Linked DNA regions of Mus musculus: regions 1, 2 and 3 are each linked to region 4. Evidence: chromatin contacts called from public HiChIP or PLAC-seq data. All regions are on one chromosome and are shown on one strand. The core of a region is the stretch at or near the end of the contact, and the rest is flanking DNA. Distances in the headings are between cores, read along the strand shown. Region 1 overlaps Gm34654 (a long non-coding RNA gene). Region 2 overlaps Gclc (glutamate-cysteine ligase, catalytic subunit). Region 3 overlaps Gm34654 (a long non-coding RNA gene). Region 4 holds the start of Fbxo9 (f-box protein 9).

Evidence for each region. HiChIP or PLAC-seq counts read pairs in DNA pulled down with a chosen protein or histone mark.
Region 1: a contact with region 4 is called in an H3K4me3 HiChIP or PLAC-seq map of bone marrow-derived macrophages, with 6 times the contacts expected there. The contact joins the enhancer-like site here to the promoter of Fbxo9 in region 4. A contact is called at or near these places in 2 of 39 promoter capture datasets (the 3T3-L1 cell line and stem cell-derived epiblast-like cells), 7 of 115 datasets of contacts at active chromatin or transcription factors (bone marrow-derived macrophages, embryonic forebrain, large pre-B cells and 4 more) and 3 of 9 other capture datasets (adipose tissue, liver and macrophages).
Region 2: a contact with region 4 is called in an HNF4G HiChIP or PLAC-seq map of pancreatic cancer cells. The contact joins the enhancer-like site here to the promoter of Fbxo9 in region 4. A contact is called at or near these places in 10 of 39 promoter capture datasets (the 3T3-L1 cell line, the C10 cell line, the HPC-7 cell line and 6 more), 7 of 115 datasets of contacts at active chromatin or transcription factors (bone marrow-derived macrophages, embryonic stem cells, forebrain and 2 more) and 2 of 9 other capture datasets (embryonic stem cells and macrophages).
Region 3: a contact with region 4 is called in an H3K27ac HiChIP or PLAC-seq map of hepatocytes, with 6 times the contacts expected there. The contact joins the enhancer-like site here to the promoter of Fbxo9 in region 4. A contact is called at or near these places in 1 of 39 promoter capture datasets (liver), 4 of 115 datasets of contacts at active chromatin or transcription factors (embryonic forebrain, extraembryonic endoderm stem cells, hepatocytes and 1 more) and 1 of 9 other capture datasets (macrophages).

The regions. Positions count from the first base shown.
Region 1 is chr9:77,824,030-77,827,254 of GRCm38.p6, reverse strand. All of the region lies in intron 1 of Gm34654 (a long non-coding RNA gene), which reads left to right. Among named protein-coding and RNA genes, the nearest start is that of Gm34654, 26 kb to the left of the region's middle. Within about 2 kb of position 1,439, at least 162 of the 459 cell types and tissues checked have an H3K27ac peak or open chromatin away from gene starts, as enhancers often do. A contact at or near this core is called in adipose tissue, bone marrow-derived macrophages, macrophages and 2 more, where this site is marked.
Region 2 is chr9:77,780,607-77,783,877 of GRCm38.p6, reverse strand. It overlaps Gclc (glutamate-cysteine ligase, catalytic subunit), which reads right to left. Exons shown (of 16, transcript NM_010295.2): 5 at 2,736-2,794; 6 at 2,511-2,644. Among named protein-coding and RNA genes, the nearest start is that of Gclc, 28 kb to the right of the region's middle. Within about 2 kb of position 1,532, at least 36 of the 459 cell types and tissues checked have an H3K27ac peak or open chromatin away from gene starts, as enhancers often do. A contact at or near this core is called in liver and pancreatic cancer cells, where this site is marked.
Region 3 is chr9:77,844,133-77,847,712 of GRCm38.p6, reverse strand. The region is part of intron 1 of Gm34654 (a long non-coding RNA gene); the gene reads left to right. Among named protein-coding and RNA genes, the nearest start is that of Gm34654, 6.0 kb to the left of the region's middle. Within about 2 kb of position 1,657, at least 11 of the 459 cell types and tissues checked have an H3K27ac peak or open chromatin away from gene starts, as enhancers often do. A contact at or near this core is called in hepatocytes and liver, where this site is marked.
Region 4 is chr9:78,107,156-78,110,300 of GRCm38.p6, reverse strand. It overlaps Fbxo9 (f-box protein 9), which reads left to right and starts at 1,645. Exons shown (of 13, transcript NM_023605.2): 1 at 1,645-2,010. The coding sequence starts at 2,008. It also overlaps a transcript of Cilk1 not described here.

The DNA of each region.
Region 1 (3,225 bases), core at 190-2,689, 280 kb after region 4:
GGTGGAAGGAAGGAGAGAACTGAACTGATGTCCATAAGCTGGCTCTGACACCCACATGTGGGTGAGGACACACACACACACACACACACACACACACACACACACACACACGAACACACACACAGTAAAATAACAACAATAGTAACAACAACAACAGCCAAATCGATGACACATCTCTGCAGTTCCAGCACTCCAGACGGGTGGCAGGAACACTAGCTTGGACAACATACAACAGCACAAACAGACCTTGCTTAGAGAAGATGGGAGGTGAGAACCAAATTCCACAAGTTGTTTTCTGATTCCACACATGCTTTTGTCACACACAAACACACACTGCCACCACCATCACCACCACCCATCAAAATAATCCAGTTTATCAGTGTTTTTCTTATACCATACTTGTGATGCTGTGTTTAATAAAGTTCATTATAAAACCTAATGTTACCTTGAGTTCTCCAGACGTATTTAGAGAAATACATTATAGGTTTGACTTACAGTACCACAAAAATAGTCATTTAGGTAAAAATCGATTTATTTAGATTTAGCGGCTGCATTACCCTTCCGAAATCTCATGGTTTCCTGTTGTAAGTCTGTCACCTGCTTGCTTGGACTTTCTCCATTCCCCTCACTGCTCCTGGCTCCTGCTCTCCTGAGTCTGAGCCTGCTTCAGATCATTTATTATTTTGCCTGAATTTGTATTCTTGATATTTCCTACGCCCATCTAAAAATATTGGCCATAGGGATTCTATGCTACCCAGTCACCCGGCCACTCTGAGGTCTCATAAACAGGGCAGCTGTTTCCCCAGCCCTGCCCCTCCCCCAGAGCACCCCAGGGCTCACACAGCTATGAATGTGTGTCAACAAGCCTGCCCCTAAAAAGACCGAGAGGAGATGGTGCTTTGGTTTCCACCGAATGCCAGTGTCTCCTTACAAAGGATGTGCTGGTAAGAGGTCACAACTGAGGGGGACAGGCCACAGCTTAGGGATGTGTGCTCAGACTCCCACTAACTTCCTATGACTCGGTTTCTCACTGATCGGGTTTTTGGTTTGTTTGGGTTTGTTTGTTTGTTTGTTTGTTTGTTTTTTATGTGTTTGTGATTTGAAACAAAAGCAAGCGGCTTAGTCAGAGGAAGAATGTCAATTTTTTTTTTACTCTGTCTAAAGCAAAGAATACATGTGTTAAACTGAACTTCCTCTCCCCTAGAGAAACATATTCAAAACAAAATGTTCCAGTGTTATTAGTAGTGAGATCTAACAGCGTAGTGTTTCTGTGACAACCATAATTTCAACTTGGTGGGAAGCAACTCATGCCTTTCAAATCATTTCATGTAAATCATGAATCAGGAAAGTATTTTGTATTCTGACCTGGAAGTTATCCCCCTAGAGACTTCCTTCTTCTCTTACCTCAGCCTTGCATGCAAATACCACTTTGCTAATAGACTGCCCTAGCACTGTTAGGCTCCGCCTTCGGTGGAACTTGGCCACTGTCACTTCAATCTATTAGTAAGACAGATGGTTTTGATTGTTTCCAACAATGTGAAACTTTCAGTAAAAGCGTGTGGTTGGTTTTCAGATATACATTTTAGAGTTATTGTGGGTGGTAGACCGTTAGACCATCTAGTAAATGTTGAAAGGACTCCAGCAGTCTGTACAGAGGGAAGATCCAACAGCCAGTTCTCAGAGGAGCAGGATCCTCTAACTGCACTTTCCAGCTGTGAGGCTGTGCACAGCTGGGGGTGGGGGTGGGGCCCGCCTTGAGGGCCTGAGACTCCCGCACCGGCTCTCTCCTGATGAGTAATGATTCTACCCTCTCCTAACCACACTTCCAGTTAGTCTCCTTGCTGGACAGGAAGTCCAGCTCTGGTAACAGCCATTAAAAGTCTCTTAATGCTTTGCCAGGTTTTTGTTGTTATTGTTGTTGTTTGTTTTGTTTTACAGACAGGCTCTTTGCATTTACAGGATGGTTTCTGGTTTTGTGTTTTTGTGGGATTTCTGTGTGTGCAAATGTGTGTGCCTCTATGACTACACGCATTTCTTGAGTTTTTCCTTTGCCTTTTTTTCTTCCTCTGTTTGTTCTATCTCATTCTAGTTTGTTCATTTTTGTTTTATTTAATTTAATTTTATTATGATTATTATAACATTTTTAGATGTCTGTTTGTAGTTTAACAAGACAGAGAAAGAAAGGGTGTGGATTTGTGTTAGAATATATTGTATTTTAAAAATCTATTTTAAATTAAAATTTTTTATTTTTATTTTATTTTTTAATTAAAGTGTTTAATTAAATTAAAATTTTCAAAAAGTGCCCATAGGTTAAAAATACTTCCAGATTTTTTGATCTCTCTCTCTCTGAAGCATAAGAAAGCTGAGAAAAACGTGCTGTCTGTTTAAGTAGGGCTTACTGGCTAGCTCAGACTGCTGTGCCCACTGGCTTCATTGACTTACATGGCCTCAAGTGCAATTAAGAAGGGGAATCCCACATATAGTAAGAATCACTAATAGTTCAGGTTATAATAGGATATTCTTATTTGCTATAGGAAGACGAAGAATTAAGAGACTAGAAACAGTTCAATTTTGAAAAGAAATGTGTGTGCTATTATACAAAATTATTATTATTTCTACTTGATGACGTTCTCAGGCAGGAAAATATGGGAAAAGGCCAGCAAGTGTAGAAATATCATTTGCATGAGATTTCAGTTCAGATTTTTGTATGTCCACACAGCTCTTCTTTTTGTACACACACCTTTGTGCACAGGTTTTCTGGTCCATGAGGGAAGCTCGTTCTGACCTGATCTGAGTGCAGCTTTAGATTCTGAGGTGACATGGGATGTGCCATGAATTTTCCAATTCTTGAAGCTTTCTTCCATGGTCTCCAGAGCCATGATTAGACCTCCTTGCTTAGCACACACACATCATCCAACACGGTGACTATTCAGTGGGACATAGTACTCATGAATTAGGATCCGAAGGTCTCTTGAGGCCTTCCTTTAGAAACCAGTCTATTATATATAAAATTACATAGCAGTTACAAATGGCAACAACAGGGTTAACAATCACAACTACCTCACTCCCCAGACCTCTGGATTAGGGTGGTCTGGGGTCAAGTTTAACCTGGCCTTGCTAAAGAGTGGCTCACTCAAAATGGAGCAGACCTCAGCAAGGTGAGACAACTCAACTGCTTGGCACTTAGCATTTAGCATATCGGACATGATGAAGAGAGTCTGCAAT
Region 2 (3,271 bases), core at 283-2,782, 330 kb after region 4:
GGGCCAGAGAGGCAAAGACAGGCAGATTTCTAGGGCTCGTTAGCTCTAGGCCAATGAGTGACCCTTATGGACAGTGCTTGAGGAACGGCAGCTGAGGTTGGCCTCTGGTCTCTGCATGCATGTGCACACTTTATGGAGTAAGGATTCAGTGTGGAATGGAGCAGGATAGGCAGAGTACTGCTCACTGTCTGTGGTCCTATCACCAGGATTCTGTCTTGATGTTTTCTGTCCCAAGAATGTGGGGCAGTGTTTATTACCTATTTACTAAATTGACAGAAGGTCATGAAGGAAAGAGGATGCTGAGATGTAAGACAGTCACGTGTTTCTGGGTGTTGTGACGCAGACAGAGTCTGTTGGACATGTGTTTCTTAGATCTATGTCTGTCCTGTGACTGTTAGGCATGTTCCTGTGCATTACTCTTTAGTTTTGCAAAGATACTGCAGTGACAACTTTTCTAGGATGGTGTCTTTCCTTGGTAGCTTGGGACAGAGTAGGATTCGTAGGTACATCCTGAAAAACCCAGCTTTAGAAAACTCTATGAAGAGGAGGGACTGGGATTTCCAAGTTGCAGTGTAACAACAGTTATCGTAAGTAGATTTCCTAACTGCCTTCCTGTCTCTAGAGCCGAAACACTCTGCGCATCAAGTCAAGCGGAACGCCACGCTAAACGGTGACTTTCATAAACAGTGACTTTGGTGGGGAAAGCAAAACCAAGGAGCTCTGACCCCTGACAAAGGCATAGCACGGGAAGGCTGGCTTCTGTTGCCCTCCTAAGAGATCCCACGGGAGGAGACGTCACTAGGACACTGACAGGAGGGAAGGAGGACCTGTGAAACACGGAGATGAGAAACCAAACCCGACACTTACCTAGAATCTGGTTTTGAAACCACATAATTCTCTTAAGTAGAAAAAAGGAGGAGGAAAAAAAATCCATAGCAGGCCATGGCCTTTTTCTGAAGTGTAAAGATTTACTTCTCTGAGATGGTCTGGATATGGAACCCACACTGGCCTGAGCTCACACTCCCTCTGTAGCACTGGGATGCCAGGCAAGCACTATAGCACTCAGCAAGCTCACAAACTTGGAGGAGTTTTGTTTTGTCCAGTTAAGTCTACTATTAACTAAAAAAGTACTTACCATTTCTTTTTGTGCTTTTCTATAATAAATACTTCTTTCAGGTCCCAGTCAGAAGATATAAGGCAGGGACTTTTGTAGCTACTTCTGAGTTCATCTCATTGTGTCACTACAACCTTTTGAAGTGGGATACTGTAACTGGTTATGTTGGGGGAAGTACTAAACTCATACCTTAAATAGATTAGACAACTGTGTCTTTACATGAAAATGCTTGTCCCCACCAGTAGGACTCACTTATTTGCATAAATCAAGTGTCTCAAGCGAGACTGTCACTTTGTGCAACCCTGAAAGACCCTGGTTCAATATTAAGCCAAGGAAGGGCTGGGTTCCAAGAACACTCCCAGAATACTGAAGCCACACATTTTAAGTGCTGCAGCTTAATGATTAATTCCAGAAATGTTTGTACTTAAGATAAGAAAGCGGGTAACACAGTCAAAAGTCAGCCTTGTTTTAAATGATGTGTGACCGTTCTTAAGGGAACATTCTGGCGTCTGTTTGGAGGCTACATATCTGATTCTACTTAAATATGCAAAGGAAACAAAATACCTTTTCATGCTATAGAAACATGTAGCATGGGAAAGTCTGACTTGGGTATTAAATCTAAATTATCTGTACTTTCAAAAATAACAGTTGGGAGGCTAATGTGACAACTGTGTGTACAGCTGCAGCCCTAAGAAAAGAATGCTGAGTTTTGTGCCCTTTGTGCTGTGGCTACAGTCAGTTTAACTAAGTAAGCCAGCTCAGCATGGAGGCAGCAAGGGCAGAGACGACCACGGGCCTGTGTGGGCTGGGAGACTGCACTCCCCACTCTGCTCCTGAGGGAGCCTGGTGCAGTCACTGTTGGAGGCCATCAGTTATTTGATTAGTCCCAGCAAAAATTTTAACTGTTCGAACAGAGAAATACTATTGTATCTCTAGTGTAATTTAGCCAGGGGCAAGGCAAAGACTGTTAAATATTTATTCCTTTTAAACCACGAGGTAGCTTTGCACAAGAATAAAAATTTAAATGCCAAACAACCTTTGCCCTTGGATCATAAAGTCACTGGATTCTCTCACCAGAGGTCATTTTCAGAAATAGAGATCTGAGCCTTGTATAATATCCTCAAAGGCTGTCACTAGATGGCGGTAAAAAATCAGGCATCTAAAAAGGGCATTCACCAACATCTGTTTACCAATAGATACCAAGTTTAGTAACAACCACACACCTCTGTGGTAAACTGTGAATTTTCAGTCAAAAGACAGCTACAAAAGACTTTACTAAAGCAACATCATTTTTCAGAAGGTAAGCTATCTTTCGAATCAGATTAGAAGGTGACTTTAAACCAGACACATGCATAGTGAAGAGGACATTTAAGTCTCCATACAACACAGGCAATACCTGGAGACAGCAGTTGCCCATCCCGAATCCCATGGCATCCATGTAGATATGGTCTGGCTGAGAAGCCTTTGATGCCTCCGCATCTTCTGGAAATGTTTCTACAAATGGAGATGGTGTATTCTTGTCCTTGAATACTGCATTATTAATGAAAAGAAGAGGAGCTGAGAATCAAGGCTGCCGGTTGGACTATGCTGCCCCAGCCCCAGCCCAGCCCCACCCACTTACTTGGCACATTGATGACAACCTTTTCTCCTCTCCGATGCCGGATGTTTCTTGTTAGAGTACTACAGCAAGCAAACAAAAGGACAGGTCACCCAACAACTGCCACATTAGAATCTGAGCACATCGAACTGAATGGAACTGAATCCTACCGCAAACTAAAAATCCGAGACTGGCTCATGGCACGTGACATGCTACCCTAAGGGTTTCCTGAAAGGGGACTGGTGAGCAGCAGTTCCTGCGCTCTGCCTGGGGACCACCCCTTCTTGCTCACCTAGTCAGCACAGGTGTTCATGGCAACCACAGTCCAGCTAATTCTAACATTACTCATGAAAATTCCAATGATTTTAGTCAAATTTAAGAACTTAGGTTTTGGTTATCACTGAAGTCTCAAAATCACTTGCTTCAGCCCCCGATCCAAAACACAGACTGATTCTTACCTGATGCGCACATTATGGCCACCGACACTTGCAGTCACTGGTCCTAATTCAAACTCACAATTTTAACAGCACAAAGAGAGGAAAAAAAATTCCTCTCAGATT
Region 3 (3,580 bases), core at 408-2,907, 260 kb after region 4:
GCCAAAACTTGAAATTTTGGCATTCTTTATTTGTTTATTTATTTGTTTAAGACAGTGTTTCTCTGCTGAGTTTTCAAAATAATTATAAATCTATGTTCCATCTTTGCTTTCACAAAATCAAAGAGAAGACTTTGTATTATGGAAGTTCTTGAATGCTGTAAAGAATCATTTAGGAGGGAGGGAGGAGGGAAAGAAGAGAGGGAGGTGGGGGATTCAGGAGTGAAATTCCTGGGGTGGTGTAAGAGTACAGCTTCAGGAATATTTAGTAACAAGTATTAAAAGCTAATATCTGCTACAGGTATATCAGGCACAAGTGTTCTAATGCCAGGCAGGAATTAAATAATTTCTGACTGTGAAAGAGGTACTTCCTCCTTCAGACAGCACTTGTATCAGAAATATTAAAAGGTCAGGTTGTGCTTTGGCTAACAGGTTCTACTAACCAGTTGAAGAAGAAACTGATAGTGCCTCATGAGGAAATTGGACATGCACTGAATTACAGGAACTGTCTTTCCTGTCTACTGGCACATATATGAGCATCTACTTTCCTCCCCCCACCCCTATACCTTTATCCTTCATTAGCATGTGCACAGAGACCTACCTGGCACCTCGTTACTATGCACAGAACTTCAATAGCCTTCCCTCCCTGGGATCTCCTGCCCTCAGCTTCCTTTATTGATCACTATAAAGGTCATTGGCTTTCTTTTACCTTCTCATGATAACTCAATGACTTAAGTTCTAAACTTACTCTCATCTTAGTCTTGAAACTGAGACCCACATATGCCTTGCTCAAAGTCACGCTGGGAATGTAAGTCCACACTCTTAATTATAGTTTGTCAGATTGGTAGGAAATACTTGGTGCCTGATGCGACCTAAATGTGTGTTCAAACCCATGCACAGAGAACAGGTCCCCAGTGGGACAGTGCTTGAAGGTAGAAAGTTTGGGAAGGTCGTAAGGCTAAGGGGCTCAAGTTCATGAATGGATTGTGAAGTGGTCTGACAGAGAAAGTGTGGTCCTTCTGCTCCTCCATCGTCTGCCAACTGAGGTCCCACAAAGCACCATCTTGGGAAGAAAGCAGTCCTCACTAGTTTCCTGAATCTTCATCTTGAGCTTCCAGCTTCCAGAAGCTTGAAGCATGTCCGTCTGTTCCCGATGCTGCTCCATATGTAGTGTCTGACAGAGGTCAAGAATCCCGGGTAGAGAGATGGCTCAGCGGTTGAGAGCACTGACTACTCTACTAGAGGTCCTGAATTTAATTCTCAGCAACCACACGGTGGATCACAACCATCTGTAATGGGATCCAATGTCCTCTTCTGGTGTGTGTGAAGACAGTGACAGTGTACACACACACACACACACACACACACACACACACACAGAGCAGACAACTAGGCCAAGGAAGAGCTGCAACAGCAGCAACCGAAGTACAATGGATATTGAACACAGAGTATGAATGCAAACCAGAAATGAGGCAGGGTGAGGCATGTGATTCTGTTTGCCTTCACTCGCCTCCAGTTGCTGACAGCTAAGCAGGTCATTGTTGTTTTTTATCCCCATAGGACTTAGTGTTCCGGCTGCCAGATGAAAACAGTATTTACTCTGAGCCAAGAGCACCCTTTAACCTGTCCTTAGGTGGCTCTGGTCAGACCACGAATCAGCCCACACATCTTGGCTAGGATTCCCATCGCTGGTCCTAGTGAACAAATGTGCTGATGGCTCAGACCTGTGAGAGCAGCCAGAGAAAACAGTCTTATGAATTATGAAAGAATATGGGTGAACTAGATAGAAGATGCCAATCAACAGACTGCATTGTGAAAGGGGCCATGAACCTTATTCTAACACGTACTCAGTATGAGCTCATCACGCAGTAGGTACTGGGTTATCAGACTGAACTCCATCCTAAAGCCCTGAAGGTAGGGCACATGACCGCATCCTTAAGCTCCGCTCAGCAATGACTGGCTTTGAGCCCCAGGTGAGCTGTTTATTCAACAGTTGTCAAATGATCTAATGAATGATGGAAGGCATGCCTCGGTGTCCTTGCCTACGCGGTTCTCTTCACCTAGAACTCATGGCATTTGGAAATGCCTCCTTCGCCTCTAGTTCTTGCCTAGTGTTAACTGTTCCCTTTCTAATTCTACAGTCTATGCAGTTGGATTTATAACAATAGCATATACTATCTACTATTTTGCCTCAATGTCTATGTATTCCGCTCTAAACTATATAGTAATTCCATCTGCATACTGAATTGAAACAGAAATGCCCATGTATTGTTCTCAAACTAGTACACACATTTCCTAAATGTAAGAACATCTTTACATTTTGCCCTGTAAATCCATTGTGTATTACTTTCCTCCTTGGGGCAGAATGCTTCGCAGAAGCAACTTAAGGGAACAATGATTTCTGTGGGTCATGGTTTAAAGAGATGCAGCCCACCAGGTAGGGAAGCCATGACAGCAGGAGCTGTGCTCAGCTGTGGTGGCAGGGACATGGAGTTGCTCACATAGAAGAGATTCACGAAGTAGAAAGAGAGAGAGAGATGGATGTTGGCCTCCTCTGGCTTTCTCTACTTGCCTTCTATTTGACCTGGGACTCATATCCATGGGGTGGTCCTAACCACTCTATAGTTGAGCCTTTCTGATAAAACCTTATAGACCTTCCCAGAGGGGCATAACTTAGGAGATTCTAATTAAGTCGGACTGGCATCGAAAGCTGAGCATCACAATCTAATGGCACTAAGCACTGCCATGCTAGTCAATTTGACTTCTTCAAACAGAAAGTGGAGGATTTCTTGTCAAATCAAAGGAGACAGAATTGAAATGACTTGTCTACCTGATCCTTAGCTTAATGTAAATGTACACACATCTAATTTAAAAAGAGTAAAACATGCCTATTCCATTGAAAGTAGAGAAGTAACTTAAAACATCATTTAGTTCCTATGAAACAGCATGTAACTGTAGCACAGGCTAGCCTGAAACTCACCACATAGCCTAGGCAGGCTACATCTCATGGTCCTCTTCTCTCAGTCCCCCATGGTGCTAGGATTGCAGGCATGCATCACCATGCCTGGTTTAAACTGTCTTTACTGCCTGGCAGTCCCTGGAGTGTGTGGACATCGCCTCCACATGAATCTAAAGATGGAATCTATCAATAGGTGTCCCAGTCTGTTACTGAGTCGTAGCCGGACTAATCCCACAGTTTTCTTTGAACATACACTATATAGTTCTTCAGCTCCTTGTTTAAAATAAAATATTTCAGCCAGGCAGTGGTGGCACACACCTGTAATCCTAGCACTTGGGAGGCAGAGGGTGGTGGATCTTTGAGTCTGAGGCCAGCCTAATCTATAGAGCTAGTCCTAGGACAGCCAGAGCTACACAGAGAAATCCTGCCTTGAAAAACAAACAGCAAAAACAAAAATCAAATATTTCTGCTTTGTATTATGTAGTCAGAGATATTTTTCAAGTGGCTGGTAGGTTATAAATGTTCAAATAGCCTAAGTTTCACGTTATACATTCACCAATGACCTATCTCAAATTCCTGAGGCAAGTGGACTCAAGCTTTCTCCTCTCTATGTCACAGATGGCA
Region 4 (3,145 bases), core at 396-2,895:
AAGAGCCACCATACGATTCCGAGGAAATAGAAGCCTCCTTCCAGGGTTCTTAGTCTCATTAATAAAATAATTTAAATTTGGACACAGACAGCACCTCAAGAACTAGGAAAACTAGGACTGGCGAGTTGTAAAACGGGAAACAGCCAGGAGGATGAGACTGAAGCAGAGAAACAGGCGTGGAACACGACCGGAAGGGGAACTTCGGAGGACAAGGAAGCTCAAAGCTTTAGTTAAGGAATGTAAAAGCATTCTTGGTCTCTAGCTAGAAAAAGTTTACCTGGTTCTGCCTGAATCTCATGGTGGCTTCTAGGGAATGACACCCTAGATTCTGGAAGAAAAATGACATTGTCTTAAATTGATTTCACCTTCCTAGGGGTAATCCCATGGGCCAAGTCCCTGACCTATATCCCACTAGATTAGTCTATAAGGGAGGAGCCAAGGACAGTCTCCACCTAGAGGTGGATTCCATTATTTACAAAATCTGCCGAGAATAGGTGACAGTGCTCAGCCCTAAATGGGACATATCTATATCCACTCCCCAGCCCCCAGCTCCGGGAACATTAAAGAAGATGGGGTGGAGAGAATGTAAGAGCCCGGGGACAGGAAAGAGTGTTCCGAGATGCTGTCTTTTGGATATGTCACGACAGGTGTATTCATCAGCCTACTGAAATTATGATAATTTCTACAAAATCAGGCCCAAAAGATAAGGCAATATTCCAGCATTAACTGGACTCAGTGGAATACAAACTAACTAAATAGACAACATACACAGGATTTGCAATTTCTTACTGTAATCAAGTTGCACCCCTCCCCTTTTACCTCCATGTCTTTGCCGAAGACGTACTTCATTTCTGAGCTCCAGAATAAAGTAGCACAATAAAATTTTAAGTTCTGTGAAGTCGGGTGAATGTAGCGTCCTGGCTGTTAGGTTCTAACACTTACAGAAACTCAATAAATGTTGTCTAAATGTCTGTCAGAGGCCAGGAAGCCCGTAAGTTTTGCTAGCATATGCCTGTAGGTGAAAAAGTTCTAAAATGTGCAATCCAAGTGCCTTCTATTGACGTGGAATCGGATGTTTGGACTGTAAGAAGTGGCACCGGGTTGGGGGTGGGTGGGTGTAAGTTCCGGCTCAACGTGGAACATTTGACTACAAATCCCAGCGTCCCTTGTAGTGTCCACTCCTTCAGGAGTCGGGTTTCAGGCCTTGAAAAGGGCCGTCCTTCCCCCGTTGTATTGTGGGATCTGTAGTTCGACGTGACTTGCGTTGGCTGTTACCACTCTCCGGCTGCACACATGAGCGTACGTTTTCTTCGGTTCAGAGTCTGTGGGGTTCAATGATTGTTGAGTTTTCGCTCTCTTTTCTCATTCTGACAGGGCACCCAGTGTCCAGGGCGCCTAAAGTACTGTCCCCTAATGTCCAATTAGGATCGACTCAGGGGGCTCTACTCCAAATTCAGGTTCAAACATTTTGAGCTAACGTCTGCTCCTTCCTGCCTGGGTGTTCTCAGCATCAAACAGGCGGGCTGAGTGAGGCGGGCCAGCTTAGCTCCACCGACGGCTGCACACAGTAGGCCCATCACCCTAGCTCGCGACGGGTGGCTGGTAGCCAAGCAGGCGGCGGCGACGGCGACGACGGCATTGCGCATGCGCGGCGCGGCGGCGCAGTTTCCGCAGCAGAGCAGGCAGCTCCGCCGCTGCGTCCAGACGTCTCCTGCTGGGCCGACGCTCAGCTCTTCGCTCGGTGCTCGGCCTCCGCTGGCGACCGGCGACCCCTCCGCAGCTCGAGTCCCCGGCCGCCGCAGCGCGCCTGCCTCCGGCCCCCTGTCCCGCGAAAATGGCTGCCGTACGCCGGGCCCGCAGTTATTGCCGCTGCCTGGTGCGCTTCTCCGACCGAGAACTCTGCTAAGCCGCGCTGCAGCAGACGGGCAGGAGTAGACACCGGGCAGCCGCCACCCCTCCGGGAGCCGGGCGCGGGAAGCCCCTCGACTGGGCCGGCCGCCGGCCAGCATGGTAACCGAGGAGGGAGGGCAGCAAGGGCCGGGTGGTGAGGGCAGGGTTTGACGGATAGCCGAGGAAAGGCCCGCTTCGGTCACTCCAGACTGTCCGAGCTGGGAGTCGGGTCTCAGGTGACCTGTCCTGGCTTCTGCACAAGGGAGGTGGCCCTGGCAAGCGGTGACACTTGTTGATCGCTTCTGTTCTGGCAGCCCGGCCCATAGATGATTTCGGGAGCTCCACGTTTGGGACGCACGCCCTCGAGGTGTCAGTGGCCCTGGTAGGATATTCGCAGGCAGTGCTGGCAAACTGGACTTGGAGGGATTCTTGCCAAGTTTCTTGATAGCGAGGGCCTAAGCCGCTTCTCTGCTGTGCGGACGGAGAGACTGCGCCAAGCTCCATGTGTGACAGCTCCGGTCTCACGGGACTGTTGCATGGAGTATGTAGGCTCTGCAGTGACTTAAGAAACTAGTTTCCGGCTAGGGCTGGATGATTTAAGAATGAAAGATACCAGACTGACTGGGAGAACACTCAAGTGGCTTTTTTTTTTTTTTTAACATGAATTGGCTGCAACGGTTTATTTTATGAAACTAGTCTGGTGCACAGAAAACACACTAATTGATTCTTCTTCTAAACTTTCAAAAGTAGTCCTCAAACCACGATTAAGCCCTTAACCTTCTTTATGTTCAGTTAATCTCATCTGCGAAGAAACTAACCCACTAAACTATACCATGATGCTTGAGTAATTTTCAACTATGAAAATACTGATGATTAACTAAGCTCCTGCTTATTTCAAGTGGGATTAAAATCGACTAAATGTAGTAAAATTCCAGTTCCTACTGTCAAAATCAAGGTTAACAATGGATTCTGTTCTGAGATAGGCATTCTGTATTCAACTAGTTATTTTTGAGCCTCCGACTAGCCTGGCATGGTGTGGGGTTTGGTGCAGTACCAGATCTTCAATATTAGCAAACCTATTAACTGTGATCTGTGATAAACTTTTAATCACATCTGAAAAGATGACCCAGAATTCAGAATCACTAATTCTCTTTACAGATCTCTCTCTCTCTCCCTCCCTCTCTCCCTCTCCTTAAATTAATGTTTTAAAGTGTGTGCTAGATTTATGTTAACTTGACACAGACTAGAGTCATCT